2 separate regions of the Capsicum annuum genome follow, and region 2 is linked to region 1. A link is a contact called in public Hi-C data. All regions are on one chromosome and are shown on one strand. The core of a region is the stretch at or near the end of the contact, and the rest is flanking DNA. Distances in the headings are between cores, read along the strand shown.

Region 1 (7,474 bases), core at 3,203-5,702:
TCAAGTTCTCGAGGCTTCCATTCATAACTGAATAAGACTTTAAATTTTCCTTTTTCAAGTAAAGTACATATCCAAACAGGCAAACACAATTTTAAATTTCAAGTATTACAACTTTAAAAAATTATTTCTTTACATTTTAAATTTCAACTAAAATTTACAATCAAACGGCAGGTAAGTGTACTAAAAAATCTCCTAGAAAAAGCACGAATTTTCAACATATAAAATTCATAACATATAAAAATAAAGAAAAATAAAGGTTAAAAGAAAAAATATAATATTATTAGTACTCAACCATTATTAAATTATTTTGTATGTACAAAAATATGTTATGCATCCATTAGTTTTATAAAATACAACTGGTAAATTTTAATAATTTACCAATTTAACACAATATATATTTATACTAGTTTATTTATCTCCGAAAATATTTATTTTTATTTTTATTCCATGAGGTGAAAATTAATTCATATTTTATCAGTTGTTATCTGCTTACTTCGTGTTGCCGTATCTCTAGTATTTTCGTATTTCTCTGATTTACTTTTTATTATTCCTTACGTCTTTTCTGTTATGTATTCCATCTCCTTGTCGCTTATTCTTTATCTTGAGCCGAGGGTCTATCGGAAACAGCTTCTCTACTTCTTTGGAGGTAGCGGTATGAACTGCGTACATCTTACTCCCCAAACCCCACTTTGTGGGAACACACCAGGTTTGTTGTTGTTGTTGTTGAGGTGAAAATTAATGCCACTAATTACGCAATGATTAATCAAACTGTGTATTACGGAAAGTCACCGCTCATTAATTATTGTGTCGTTAATAATTTTAGTTTTTTCTACAAATACCTAATCATTGTTTATATTTACAACTAAAAATATGAATAATAATAATACTATTATACTAATATTAATTACTATTTTATTTCCCCTTTTTCGCAATAAAAACTGATTTTATTTTATTTTGATACGTTAGTTCCTTTTTCGTAATAATAAATGAGTCATTGTGATTATAAATTATAGTTATAAATCAATAATAATAATAATAATAATAATTATTATTAATATTGTTATATCATAATCTATAATCTATAATCCATAATCTAAATCTATATCTATAATCTATATTTGTGTGAAGACACTTACAAAAGTGATTCGAATTTTTTGTCCTTTATTAAAAACACTTTGTAATAGATAAAATCATCTTTTCACCTGTTTCCTTCAATTATTATATTATTAAATCAAGCAATCCTAAAATATATGGAAAAAAACTGAAAAAATAAATATATGAAAAGATTAAGAATCCTAAACTACATAAAATATATGAAAATAAATTATCAGTTCTAAAATAATATATGTAAAGAATCACATTAAATATATTTTAATCACATTAAATATATTTTTTTTTTACCTTTTTCAATGTTTTCTTTTGATTGCAAATAAATTCGTCTGGGGTTTTAAACTTCTATATTTGATGCCTTTTTTTGTTTGTTTGTTTAAATTTACCTTCAAATAAGTTCGTCTTTTTTTATTGTTGCTTTAAATTAGGCTTAACAAAACTGAAGATTCTTTAATTTTTAAGATAATTTTTCATAAACTTTTATTATTTGTATTTGCCTTCGTAAATAAATCATTATTGATTGATTCTTTAATATATTTGTGTAGATGAAAAACGATTTATGTGAAACATGCGGACAAAACTTCGTATCAATTACAAGGTATTGATTACAAGGAAATTTAAGGTATATTTTTTCTATTCTAACTTTTATTTTTTATGCATATTAGTTCTAATTCTTATTAGGGCGTATTTCATGTTAATACTCTTTTGTCCAATTCATAATTATATTTTAAATTTTTTTTGAGATAAAAATAAAGTGAAAATGTGATTTCTCATTATAACAAACAAATCATAGTGTTACAAGTATTAAACAAAGTCTTTAGTTGGCTAGAAGATAAAAAATAGTGGTAATTAGAGATTTCGTGCGTTGATAAATCAAATTTATAACCAATTTCATTCTTCCATCAGGGATAATTTGAATTGCTCATTTTACGTTTTAGTATTGTCATCAAGACTCTAAAATATGTTTTTTCTTTCAAAATATAATATTAAATAATTGATATTTCAATATGTCATATATTTTTTTTGTCCATATCTTTATAATTTATAATTATTTGTCTTGAATGAGAAGATGCATGAAATGAAATCTTATTTTACGTATCTTGACGTGATCAGTATGAAAAGAGAGAAATATGAGATCTTTTGAAGGGTAAGCTTTTCTTTGACTTTAAATGGATTTGATTCGTAAAAGCAGGATTTTTAAAGGCAGGATCAGTTATGTTGTTCGATATAAATGATAGAAATTTATTCTTTTATATACACTTATTATTATCTTCATACACACGTGTAAAATATGTATACTTGACTAGTAATAATAATAATAATAATTCTGAACGCTTAAAATATTACTACTATAAATTATTTTCTTCTAGGCACTTACAACAAATGAGAATAACAATTTTCCCCCCTCAATTATTGACAAATTACTTCCTCCATTCAGATTTACTTATCACTATTTTTCTAATTTAATTATTATTTTTACTTGTTATTTTCAACAAATAAAAAAAAAGATATTCTTCAAATCATTTTTCCAGTGCCAACAATCAATAACTATGGGTAATATGATAAAGTCCTTATACCAATCATTATTTTTTTAATGGGTGCAATGTATCAAAAAGTGACAGGTAAAATTAAAGAGAGAGAATATTATTTTGTTTGTCATGGAATATGAATCGTTACATTCAATCTTCGATTAATTTAACGATATATTTTTGATCCTTTTATGTAGGTAAACAACAATAAAAATATATCCAGTATAATTTACAAATAAAATTTGAAGAAAGTAAAATATGTCAACCTTAATCCAACTTTGTGGGGATAGAATTTTTTTTTTTTGATAGATCGTCGAGTTAAAAAGAAAAGTTATTCAAAAATACAAAACAATATGAAGTAACAATAGTAGAAACACAAAAAAGAATAAAAAACTATGCGATTGTTAACCGAAAAAAAAACAAAAAAACTATGCGATTACCAAGGAAAAGAGAATATAGGCAAGCCCCCGCCTTGCCCACCTAATGGATGACCACACTCGACTAATTAATATGCGATTTCTATACCGTTCTATCTAAATCTTATTTTGAAGTTAATATTTGTGTCACATCCTGTCTAATTTTCCTTAATATTTTTTTGAACTCACCTCTACCTCTCGTAACTTTTGCTACAATTGACTTCTCATATCCTAACGGTCGCATTCATGCACCTTCTTTTCGTATGCCCGAATCATTTCAGTCTCACTTCTCTCATGTATCTTGTAGGTAATATATTATGTTTGACGAATTATTTTTAGAAGTACAATAGCCTCAAATATGGAGTAACAATATTATTTCATATAATACGTATGTAATTAAACAATGAAGAACGGTTATTAATTCTAAAAATTTATGAATATTCATAAAAAAAATAAAAAATAACTACGTCACAACACTAATAATATTATTATATCTACATAATATTCCATCTCTTTGATATAATTAAATCCTATCTCAAATTTTATATGCAAAAAGTAATGTATTCAAGAAACTTGTGCGTGAGATGATGTATCATGGATTAACTTATGCATCCTAAATTAATTATAATCATAATACATGATAACTAACCTACTAACTTATATATCGTGAATTAATTATGCGATGATACATTGAATTTTGTCTGATATTATATATTATATATCAACAACACAATGTATTAAAAAAAGTAATGTATTCGGCTAACAGTGTATTCGACTAGCAATTTTCTAAATTTTTATGTAATATTGAAAAGATATGAGATGAGGAGTAATTAAGTAATCTTATTTCAATAGTAATGAGATTTATCTTTATATAAAAATAGAAGTATTTAAGTAATTAAAGATTCAATTAATTTAGTCAGATACTACAAAGACTAAAATTAATTTTTATCAATGACTAAAAAATAGAAAATATCGAAACTATTTCATCTTTAATTAGCTGTTTCAAGTTCAAATCTCCGATTCTATTGGAGCCCCACCCCAGAATATGTACGATTCAAATCAATCGAGGCTTCAATATGAATATAAAAAATCGAATAAATTTTTTTGAAAAAAAGGACAAAAATACTGTTAAACTCTATCATAAATTTATTTCATTTTCACAATAACAAAAATACCAATTTCTTTTATTGGATGCAATAATAAATATTTTTTTATATGATATATAAAAAAGCAATAATAAATACTTTGGACTCTCCCCTATTCAATTTCGTGTCAAACTCTCCATAATTCCCATTTGCCAACACCTTCTGGAAATTCACTTTCGTTCACATTTTACCTAAAATATCTCTATACACCGAAAGCCAAAAATAAAAATAATTTTTTTTAAACATTTAAAAATTAAAAAATAAAATAAAATAAAACAAACATATATAAATTGAACCCTTTGTGTAGAAGAAGTAAACGGCCAAAAAAGTTGTAAGCTGTAACTAGCTGCAGTAACCCCCTACTGTATCATATAGCCATAAAAATTGGTTAGTATTTTCTTGCTATTTTAAATTGTAACAATGGCTTATATATATGTGTATATATTTTTTTATTCCAAATATTTTTTGGGGTTTTTGTTTTTTCTATTTATTGGCTTCCCATTGTGCTTAAATGCTGAAGTTGGTTTTCTTGATTCTGTTGTGCTATTTTTTGGTGTTGAATCTGAAAGGGTGTTTAAAAAGAATGCTTTTTTGGTGTTGTTTTGTTGAGGATTTTAGTTTTTGTTTCTCTTTCTTGATTTTTATTAAATGAGTGATCTTTTTTTAACTAATGTTTCTGGAATTGAACTTCTTGTATAATGACTGATATGGTTTTTTTTTGTTAATCTCAAATATTTTGTGTTTGTTTTTGTTTTTGTATTTATTGGCTTCCCATTGTATTTTCTTGTTTTACTTGTGTTTTTTGGGCTAAATGCTGAAGTTGGTTATCTTGTTTTGTGTCTTTTTTGGCTATTGAATCTGAAAGGGTATTCAAAAAGATTGTTTTTTTAGTGTTGTTTTGCTGAGGGTTTTAGTTTTTCTGTTTCTTGGCTAAATGCTGAAGTTGGTTATCTTGTTTTGTGTCATCTTTTTTGCTATTGAATCTTAAAGGGTATTCAAAAAGTTTTTTTTTTTTGTGTTGTTTTGCTGAGGATTTTAGTTTTTCTGTTTCTTGGTTGGTTTTCTTGTTTTGTGACTTTTTTTGCTACTGAAACTAGTGGTATTCAAAAAGATTGTTTTTTGGTGTTGTTTGGCTAAGGATTTTAGTTTTGCTTATCTGAGTATTTCTTGTTTCTCTTTCTTGGTTTTGTTAAATGGGTGATCTCTTTTATTTTTCTTAATCTAGTAATGTTGCTAGGATTGAATTTCTTAGTTGCAATGTGTTAATTTGATTCTATTGTTTGTTGTGTTTGGTTATCACACTATTTTGTATTAGTAGCTATGTTTTCTTCATCGTGTTTTTATGTTTTATACCTACTTTGATTTGCTCTACTCGAGGGTCCTCCGGAAAAAGCCTCTCTACCTCCACGAGGTAGGGGTAAGGTCTGCCTATTACTGGACCCTGCTTGTTGGATTTCACTGGATATGTTGTTGTTGTTGTTGTAATGTCTTGATTGGAAAGAGGTAAAAAGGGTTTGTAATTAGATGAATGTTCTAGTTTGCTGCTGCAATTTTAATATCAGTTGCCTGTGAATTTTGGTTTGATTAAAGATACCTCTTTTATTCAATTTTAACAAACATTAATGGCTGGGTACCCAAGTTGTGGAATTGAGGGCGCTGAGATGGATGTGTGGGCATACTAAAAGCGATAGGATCAAGAATGAGGATATCCGGGACAAGGTGGGAGTGGCTTCCGTGGTGGACAAGATGAGAGAAGCGAAGTTGAGATGGTTTGGGTATGTGAAGAGGAGAAGCGCAGATGTCCCCGTGAGGAGGTTCTAGAGTTCGGATATAGTGGATACAAGGAAGGTAGAGGTAGGCCAAAAAAGTAGTGGGGAGAGGTGATTAGGCAGGACATGACGCAACTTCAGCTTACTGAGGACATGGCCTTTAATAGGAGGGTGTAAAGGTTGCAAATTAGGGTAGAAGGTTAGTAGGCAGTGGGGGTGTTGTCTGCTGTAGTATTAGCCTTATTCTTGTAGTCTATCAATTTTGATTTCATATCATCATCTGTGTTTATTGTGTTTCGGTTATCGCACTATTTTGTTACTGTTACTGTTTTGTTCAACTAGTGGCTATGTTTTCTTCATTTTGTTTTTACCCTATTCATACCTACTTTGATTTGCTGTACACAAGCCCGTGAGGTAGAGGTAAGGTCTGCGTACACATTTCATTGGGTATGCTGTTGTTGTTGGTGTTGAATTTTCAATTTAATGCTAGCAAATATATTGGAAAATCAAACTGATCCTATTGCTGATTTTCTAATGTCTGAGTTTTAGTGTTTTCTGTCTTAAAGATTTGTCTTTATTTAAAATAGTTGTAAGCTTGGTTTGTACCAGAGTTTGCAGGAAAATGTATGTATTTTGTTCCTTGATAATTGCATCAAGCTAGATATGTGGTCTTCAGTAGAAATGCAGTACGACAGGCGGCAGCATTATTGTTTGTCTGAATGGACGAGTAACTTACTAATAACTATATTAGTTAGTTCGTACAGTTTTGGCAGAGTATGCAGAGGTAAGTTTAACCTTTTATGGCATATTCTGTTTTATTCATGTAGAAGGCTGGTGGCTGGGGAGGGTAAGTGTACGCAGTCCATACCACTACCTCAGCGTGAGATAGGCTGTTTCCGACAGACCCCCGGCTCAAGACAAACACAGTCCTGAAAAGAAGTAGTTAAGGAATACGAAACAACAGGTATTAGCACACCAGATAATAACATATACGAGACTAGCAATCTGCTATAGCAGCAAGCCATATATTATTGTTTCTCTTCTCCGCTTATCCATGTCTCACTGATGCAACTAAGCCATTGGAGATTTCAAGTGAATTCAACTAACAAACAATTTTTACAAGTCATGATTGGAGTTTCTGTGATTAAAAGTAAGCAGTGACTATATTTTGTGATGTGTTATGTTGTAATGCTTCCCAGTGCTTTATCTTCTGTGTATCAATATTAGATAAGAAACTTTGCCGGGTCCGTGGTTGTGAATTGCATCATTTTGGCATTTTCTTTATACTGGATCTATAATATTCTCTTTCTGATCTTTATACGGGTTATTTTGTAATTTCAGATTCGCCATCGTGTTTATTGTAAATGGCTAAAGATACTAGTAATGCTGAATCTGCTAATCGGAGAGCTGGTCTCTTGAAGGACCAGGTTCGACTAGTCAAGAGAAAGAACAGTGATCGATATGAAATTGTCTCGATACCTGATAATTTGTCATTTGAGAAAGGT
Region 2 (7,474 bases), core at 3,038-5,537, 49 kb before region 1:
TCCTCCAATCCGTCAGTGTTAGGAATAAAGGTGGCATATATGGTATCCTTGATGTCATTTGGCAGCACATCTTGGATATGGCTGAGATCCCAAGTGTCGTTTTTTATATAATTTGACACTGGGATGTCTCCCTCTCCAGTATTCAAAGTGTAATTTAATTGGTAGGCTATAGGTTGTTTAAAGGTTGACCAGGAGTCTATCCAAAAACTAATTTTCTTCCCGTCACTCAGGTTCCACTTCATATTTTCCAAGCAAATGTCCCAATCTTCCATGATGTTTTTCCAAATACTACTACAGTTTTTTGAATGGACTCTACTATCAATTTTGAGCTCTCTATTCCTAGAGTATTTATGGATCAGGACCACAGCCCAAAGAGATTTTGAATTATTCATCATTCGCCAGTAAAGCTTTGTTCTTAGTAGCAGCCTTTTGGAGACCCAAACCTCCCACCTCTTTGGGGCTGGCAAGAATCTTCCAATTAAGAAGACGAATCTTTTTCTTTTCGTTGGTCGTTCCCCAAATAAAGTTACGCTGAATTTTGTCAATGCTTTTGGTTATTGTGATAGGAAGCTTAATATACTGCATTATGTGTGTTGAGATACTGTTTAGACAGGCTTTAGTTAGGGTAGTCCTACCTGCTATATTAAGAAATTTAGTTTTCCACCCGGCATTTTTTTTAGGTTGTCGATAATGAATAAGTAATCCCGATTGTTAGGCTTGGCGTGGAAGATTGGGGAACCCAAGTACTTCCCAAAGCTCTTACAAGAACCAAAATTGAAGGTGCTAGAAATATCAGTTTTTACCCTATCCCCACCATTTTTGGAGAAGAGAATTTTTGACTTTCTAACATTAATTCTTTGTCCCGACCAAAGGCAGAAGTTATCAATAGTGTGTTTTATACAAAGGCAGCTATTCATACTACCATTAGACATGAGGACTAGGTCATCGGCGAAAAACAAGTGGGAGATAGCGGGTCCATGTCTAGAGATCCTAATTGGCTCAGCCTCTAATTGTTGACTAATATTATAGGCTTGGACCTCAATGCAAAGTATAAAAATATATGGGGACATAGGATCGCCCGTTATAATGCCCCTAGATGGGCTAAAGAATTCAGTCCTAGTTTCATTCACCATGACCGCACCTGAACTCGTACAAATACAGGACAAGATGAGGTTGATGATATATATAGGGAAGTTAAAGTAGTGTAGGGTGTGGTGGATAAACGACCATCCGAGTGTGTCGAAAGCTTTCTCCAAGTCAAGTTTCAAGATTATATTACCCATTTTACCTTTTTTATTTTGAAGATACCTGACTAACTCCTGAATAATAATAGCATTGTCAGCCGCTTGTCTGTTTTTTAGGAAATTAGTCTGACAAGGCCCTATGATCTTGTACTTTAGGGGCCTTAGTCTCATAGAAATTATTTTGGAAATGATTTTGTAGGAAGTGTTACAAAGGCTAATAGGGCGATAATTATGGAGTGATTGGGCGTTTTCACCTTTGGGGATGAGATAGATATACGTGCTATTAATGTTTTCCTCAATTTTTGTTCTTTTAAAAGTTCTAATGCAAAAGTCAGTGGCAGAGGTGCTCACTATCTCCCAGTACTTTTGGTAGAAAAAAGGGTGTAGTACATCCGGATCAGGAGCTTTAAAGGGCTAGAAAGAAAACACCGTTTTTTAAATTTCATTAACCGTTGGTAATCTACCTAGACTCTCTTCATCTGCCTCATCCAAGCATATCCTACTCTTGCGTATATTGACTTTGGAAGATTTTTTATGATTAGATTTGAAGAGGTTATCGAAAAAGTCGTAACTATGACAAATGATTTCAGCTTGATCATGAATATAGGAATTATTGTCTAGTTTAAGGGCAACAATCCTATTTTTTTTTCTTCTGATTAGAGTGGAGGTTTGAAAAAACTTAGTATTTGCATCACCCTCATTTAGCCAATTAATCTTCGATTTCATCTTCCAAAAATCTTCTTCCATTTTTAAAAGAGTGTTGAATTCAGCTATGAGGTCTACCTCTAAATTCTGCAGGAAGGAGCTATAATAGCAGTTGTGTGATTGTTGGATACCCCTAATTCTACGTAACAACTTATTCTTACGAGTAAAAATATTTCCTATATTTGTGCATGCCCATGTAGAAGCCTTGCATGCAAATAGGTTAACAGCATTTTCGAGTGTAGGTCTATTACCCCACACCTGAGAGATTAGATTAGTAAAGTCAGGGTGTAATTCCCACATCTTTTCAAGGCGAAAGATTTTTTTATGCAATGTGGGGTCATCTTTATACACTGTAAGCATCAAAGGACAGTGATCCGAGTGAGTCCGAGGTAGGTGGAGCACGTGCGCATTCGGGTATGACACTAGCCAATCATGAGTGGCCATAATCCTATCTAGCTGTTCCATAATAAGAGAATTACAGTATTCAAATCTTTTGTTTAGCCAAGTGTAATTACTTCCCTTAAAACCTAAGTCAATGAATTCACAATGATTAATCATACTTAGGAAATCAGAAGAGTGCGAGCGGTCTATTATCTTACCTCCTTTTTTTTCAACGTTTGATAGGACTTTGTTGAAGTCTCCACCTATCAGCCACTTACCTTTGTAGTCATTCTTAATATTCTTTAGATTTTCCAAAAGCAATCTTCGTTTGTACCTGTATGTGCTAGCGTAAATACAGCTGAATAACCAAGAGTCATGTTTATGTCTTACCTTGACAAGAGTATGTATTTCCTGGTCTGTGGTTGCAATATCATCCAGCTCAAGAAGAGAGTCATCCCACAAGACTGCCAACCCACCAGCATTTCCCACAGCGGGGACCTCAATGATACGGTTGAAAGGGTAGTCATTTAGCAAAGGTAGATGGTCTTGCATTTTTGTTTCTAGCAAGGCAACAACCGGTGGCTTGTGCCAGTCCACTAGGGAACGAAAGTTCCTCCTAAATTATTTCCCATTGGCTCCCCTACAGTTCCATACTATTATATTCATTGATCTTTGTTAGTGTGGCGGGTTGATTAATGGAACTGCCCTTGAGTAGTTCGTCAAGGGGGAAGATTGATTCAGTATCGTCAAGTTCATGACTAATACATAATTCCTCACCTGGGGATTGAAAGGGCGTCGGATGTTTAGGGATGTCTTTATTAAGTTTTGGGGACAGATAAGGATGAACTTCTTGGCGTGTTTGTCGTTGAAGACCATTACTTTTATGTCTTTTAATACTGTTATTTTGGTTCTTGTTTCCCTCATTACCTCTAATGCTTCCTCTATTTCTTGTGTTGATGTGTTCACAGGAATAGGATGAGTCAATTTATTATTTAGAGGTACCTGGGATGACGATGCCGTATTGACTGGAATTTGAGTAGGAGCATTCTGAAGTGGACCAGTAGGGCTCAGCTGGGATGGTGATATGGGAACCTCCCCCATCGAGCCCTGCATTTGCCAGTGGTGTTACAGTGAGTCTATGTCCATGAAGTTGTGATAGGTTGGAAAGAAAGGTGGAGATACTGGATTCAACCCTGGCTGCTGCATCTGCTGCACCGATATCGTTAGGGTTTCTCAAGTGGGGATGTGAAAGAATAGAAGGGATGGTACTGGAGTGTTCAGCGGTGCCCAGAACACCATCGACAGCCATAGATGCCCGTTGTAAAGCTCCATGGCACGCCTCATCCCCTCTGAAGCCAGATGAGCAAGAAGCTCCGAGTTTTGAATGACAAGCATCGTCTCCCTGTTCTCTAGGAACACCGTTATTATTAAGGCTTGACCCTACAGAGCCATCTCCACCCAAGAAGAAGGGTTCAGATTTGTTGGTGCTACAAGGGAGGAGAAGATGGGTACAGATCCCTCCAATAACCCCGAAACAGGATAGAGATACACCAGAGGGAGGAAGATCGATGGTGCGCTTTGGTTTAGGGGATTCATCGTTGTTGGAGGTAGTAGTCTTCTTCTGTTGATTCTGCGAAGAAGATGTCTTCTTGGGCGCCTTGGCATACTTATTTATAAAAAGGTTTGTTTAATGTGGTAAGTGTTGAGACACTGAGTCAGTTTTTATATTAGAATGGGACGTTCCTTGGACATTGGAAGATAATTGGAAGGGATATTTTATAGGGCCCTTATCCAAATCTAGCAAATTGGTATTGGGGATTTGGTTACTGTTCTTAGTATCTTTATTATGTGATGCTCCACAAAAAGTGCTATTTTGGCATGTTGGGCTAGTGGACACAGAGCTACGCACATGTGAGGGCTATTATTGGGGCATGCGGAGGATGAAAACATAGGTGTCTGTTCAGTGGCTCGTAAGACTTTTGTAGGGGTCATCGTAGATGATGAGTTGGCAGTGGGGTTAAATACTGTAGCATTTAATTTTTGTTGCCCTAGGGGAATTTTGGGATTTTCCATATTACTACCTTTACTTGGGGCTAGCTAAGGGTTGTAGCCGCCGCCACCTCTTTCTCCAATAAATTAAAAGAATTAGAAGTCAAAATATTTTTTTTTGGAGAATCTCGTTGTGTTGTGGAACACTTATTTTTAGCTATATATTTATAGACTTGTTGGTCAAGATACTTACCAGTGTCTGCACTAAAAATCTTAACACTAATGCCCTCACTAGGAGTCTGATGGCCTGTTGTAATATCCCTGTTATGTGACATAGACTTACCTTGATCCATTGCCTGTTTTTTCTTTTTTTGCTTTGATTTTTGTCGATTACAGAATGTGACCACCTTTCATTCCTGGTCTGTCTGGGGTCTTGAACCTTGTAATAGTGCAGGAGGCTCCTCACTCGTCACTGTTCCCTCTGTTGTTGCCTTTGATACAATGGGCCATGTAGCTAAAGTATGTCCCAACAGTCCACAGGTTATACAAAGTATGTCTGCTCTCTCGTAAACTATCTTCTGCTTCAGATGACCTATGTAGATGTATGATCTAACTGGAACACCTAGGGGGACTTCCACACATATACGAGCATATCTACCTCTCAAAGTTGCAGATGTGCATATATCAGTTTTGACCAATTTACCCTATTTGCTGCTTATCTTTGACAGAATTGCGTGGTCGTACTACTCTGTCGGGAGTTCTGGTAGTCTAATCCAAATTGCGGAGTAACGATCAGCAGCTGTTGAAGCTACAATGTTTGGTTGCCATTTTCAGACAGATAGGAAAGCCCCGTTAATGAACCATGGTCCTTTTTGGATTGCAATAATCATATTCTCTTCCTTCATGAATTTAACAGTAAAATAGTTGTTTCCTAGATCAATGAGTATTACTTCTTCATTGGGTTTCCACAATAACTTGAGCTTGTGTTTGAGATATTCGTGACTAATTTTAATTTTGGTCAGTTTTATTATGACCGAGTATGCCCAAGGTTTGTGAATTCTATCTTTGTCGTCCCTTGTTAGTAATATGTTATCTAAAGCCTGGCTCTCATTACTCCCCATATCCATATCTGTGTCAATTGCAATCTACTGCGTCTGATCACTGAGTTGGAGCATAGGCGCCGGTTGGGATAAGGTACGCAAGAAGTTGAGCTTTTCCTGAGTGTTTCTTGAAATGGGATCCTGCTTGGCTGTGTCTAGAGCCATATGGTCAGGTGGGTCTGGTTGAATGGTGTCCATAATTCAGAGATTAACATTAAGATTAGAAAATGGTTATGGAAAAAGCTTATGGAAACCCCCTTCTCTCTCTTGTTTATTTATATATTTGCATCTTCTTTTTTGGGTACGTGAATAATTATTATGAATGTTCACTTTTTGCACTTTTTCCTTCTTTCATGTTTTCTCACTTTTTTACAATCCACCAATGAAGATCCTACTTTTTGTCAACTATATATTATATCTTCATTAAAATCTTGACCCAGTCCAATAATGGACTACTTACGTGGATACATATAAAAATATCTACAAAATAGTTGTACATTTTATTTGGTAATAAATTGATAGTGAAAAAATATTTGAAGAAAAAAGTATATATTGTTATGAATGTATTTACATTATAGTGAATGTCTATCAAGAATATAGATAAGATCTATCAAGATATAATAAGATTTATTAAGATCTAGTTGATATCTATTAGGATTTAAAGTATCTGTCTTTTAGTCAGAAATTAGGAGTAAATTTTTCTTATAAATAGAAGGGTTTCCTTCATTGTAAATAATCTCTCAGGAGAAATAACAATTCTCTCTATTCTCTATTCTTTTTTGTTTTATAACACGTTTTCAGTACGAGACTCTGTCCAAACAAGGTGAGATAGACTCTACCAAAATAAGGTGAGATTATTATTCTAAAAGTAATTTCAAGATTAGTAATTTCTTATGTTATTTGTCTTTTGGTACTAATGATATAATTATTGTTGGATTTGAGGAAAAAATAATAATTGGTTTGGAACCATTTGTATTTTAAATGTATTCCTCAAAAATAATATTATCAAAAGGGATGATAATATGTTGGGTTCAAATCCCATGAATTTATGCCTAAGATGTCTTTATATGGATAAGACGTTGAATTTTAATCTTAATGCACCATATTGATGATATTATGATGGATAAGGCAAAATAATGAGTAAACAAGTCCCATTAAATATGATTCATTCCTTGAATTGAATGTGGTATCAATAAACCATATGTATGCCTCAATTTATTTTTGTAGTACCTATCATAATTTGATACGCTTAAGGCATGCTTATATTTCATTCCTGGGTAATGAGAAACTTATTAATGCAAACGTGCACTTGATTGTGATGGTATCACAACTTACATCCGAAAGAGGTTGAATAATTGAGAAAAGTTATTTTGAAATCTACTTCTGAAGTAGTAAATCTGAAATTTATTCATGTAATAGTAAATCTGAAATTTACTAAAGAAAAAAGGTACATGTCATGGTAAACTTGGAGTTTACTAGTATAAAAGTTCATAAATTGATATGAACAATTGTCACATCCCAAATATGTGCATACTGAGTAGGTAACATATATTGAAGAATTAGAAAATTTTTTATTACTTTTAATGCTTGTTCTCATAATAAGTTGGTTGGACCAACAAATATTGGGATTGGATCCCTTAAAATCTGAAAAATATAAAAGGTGAATATGGGCCCGTTCATCAGTCATGTGATCTATTAAGATGTATCAATATAAGATGATCACATGTGCGTTTATTGTCAACCTACAGTTTGACATTCATAAAGCTGCTTGCTCAATAAAATTGAGTTAAAAGCATAACTTTCAGATTGTGCAATCAAGACAATTCATCTTGATGATCATCGTTTAGCATAGAATACCTTCAATAAATAGTTAAACCATTGAGAACAGAAGTTTCATGTGTTGGTTTGAAATATTATATATATAAGTACTTGTACGCATAAAATCAATAAATTATAATTAATTTTCCCTCAAAGTTGGTTCTAAGTCAAGAATCACACGTTGTCCATCTAATAGTTAATGTGCGGTATACAATTAATAAATATACCATGATGCAC

The links. A called contact is a pair of places that touch in the nucleus more often than the background predicts.
Region 2: a contact with region 1 is called in a Hi-C map of bud, with 2.9 times the contacts expected there. The contact joins the enhancer-like site here to the promoter of LOC107852748 in region 1. A contact is called at or near these places in 3 of 5 Hi-C or Micro-C datasets (bud, leaf and placenta).

What each region holds. Positions count from the first base shown.
Region 1 is chr11:6,490,653-6,498,126 of UCD10Xv1.1, reverse strand. LOC107852748 (inorganic pyrophosphatase TTM2) reads left to right here and starts at 4,452. Exons shown (of 13, transcript XM_016697790.2): 1 at 4,452-4,587; 2 at 7,311-7,474. The coding sequence starts at 7,334.
Region 2 is chr11:6,539,609-6,547,082 of UCD10Xv1.1, reverse strand. No RefSeq gene overlaps it. Among protein-coding and RNA genes, the nearest start is that of LOC124888767, 15 kb to the left of the region's middle. Within about 2 kb of position 4,287, at least 2 of the 5 cell types and tissues checked have an H3K27ac peak or open chromatin away from gene starts, as enhancers often do. A contact at or near this core is called in leaf, where this site is marked.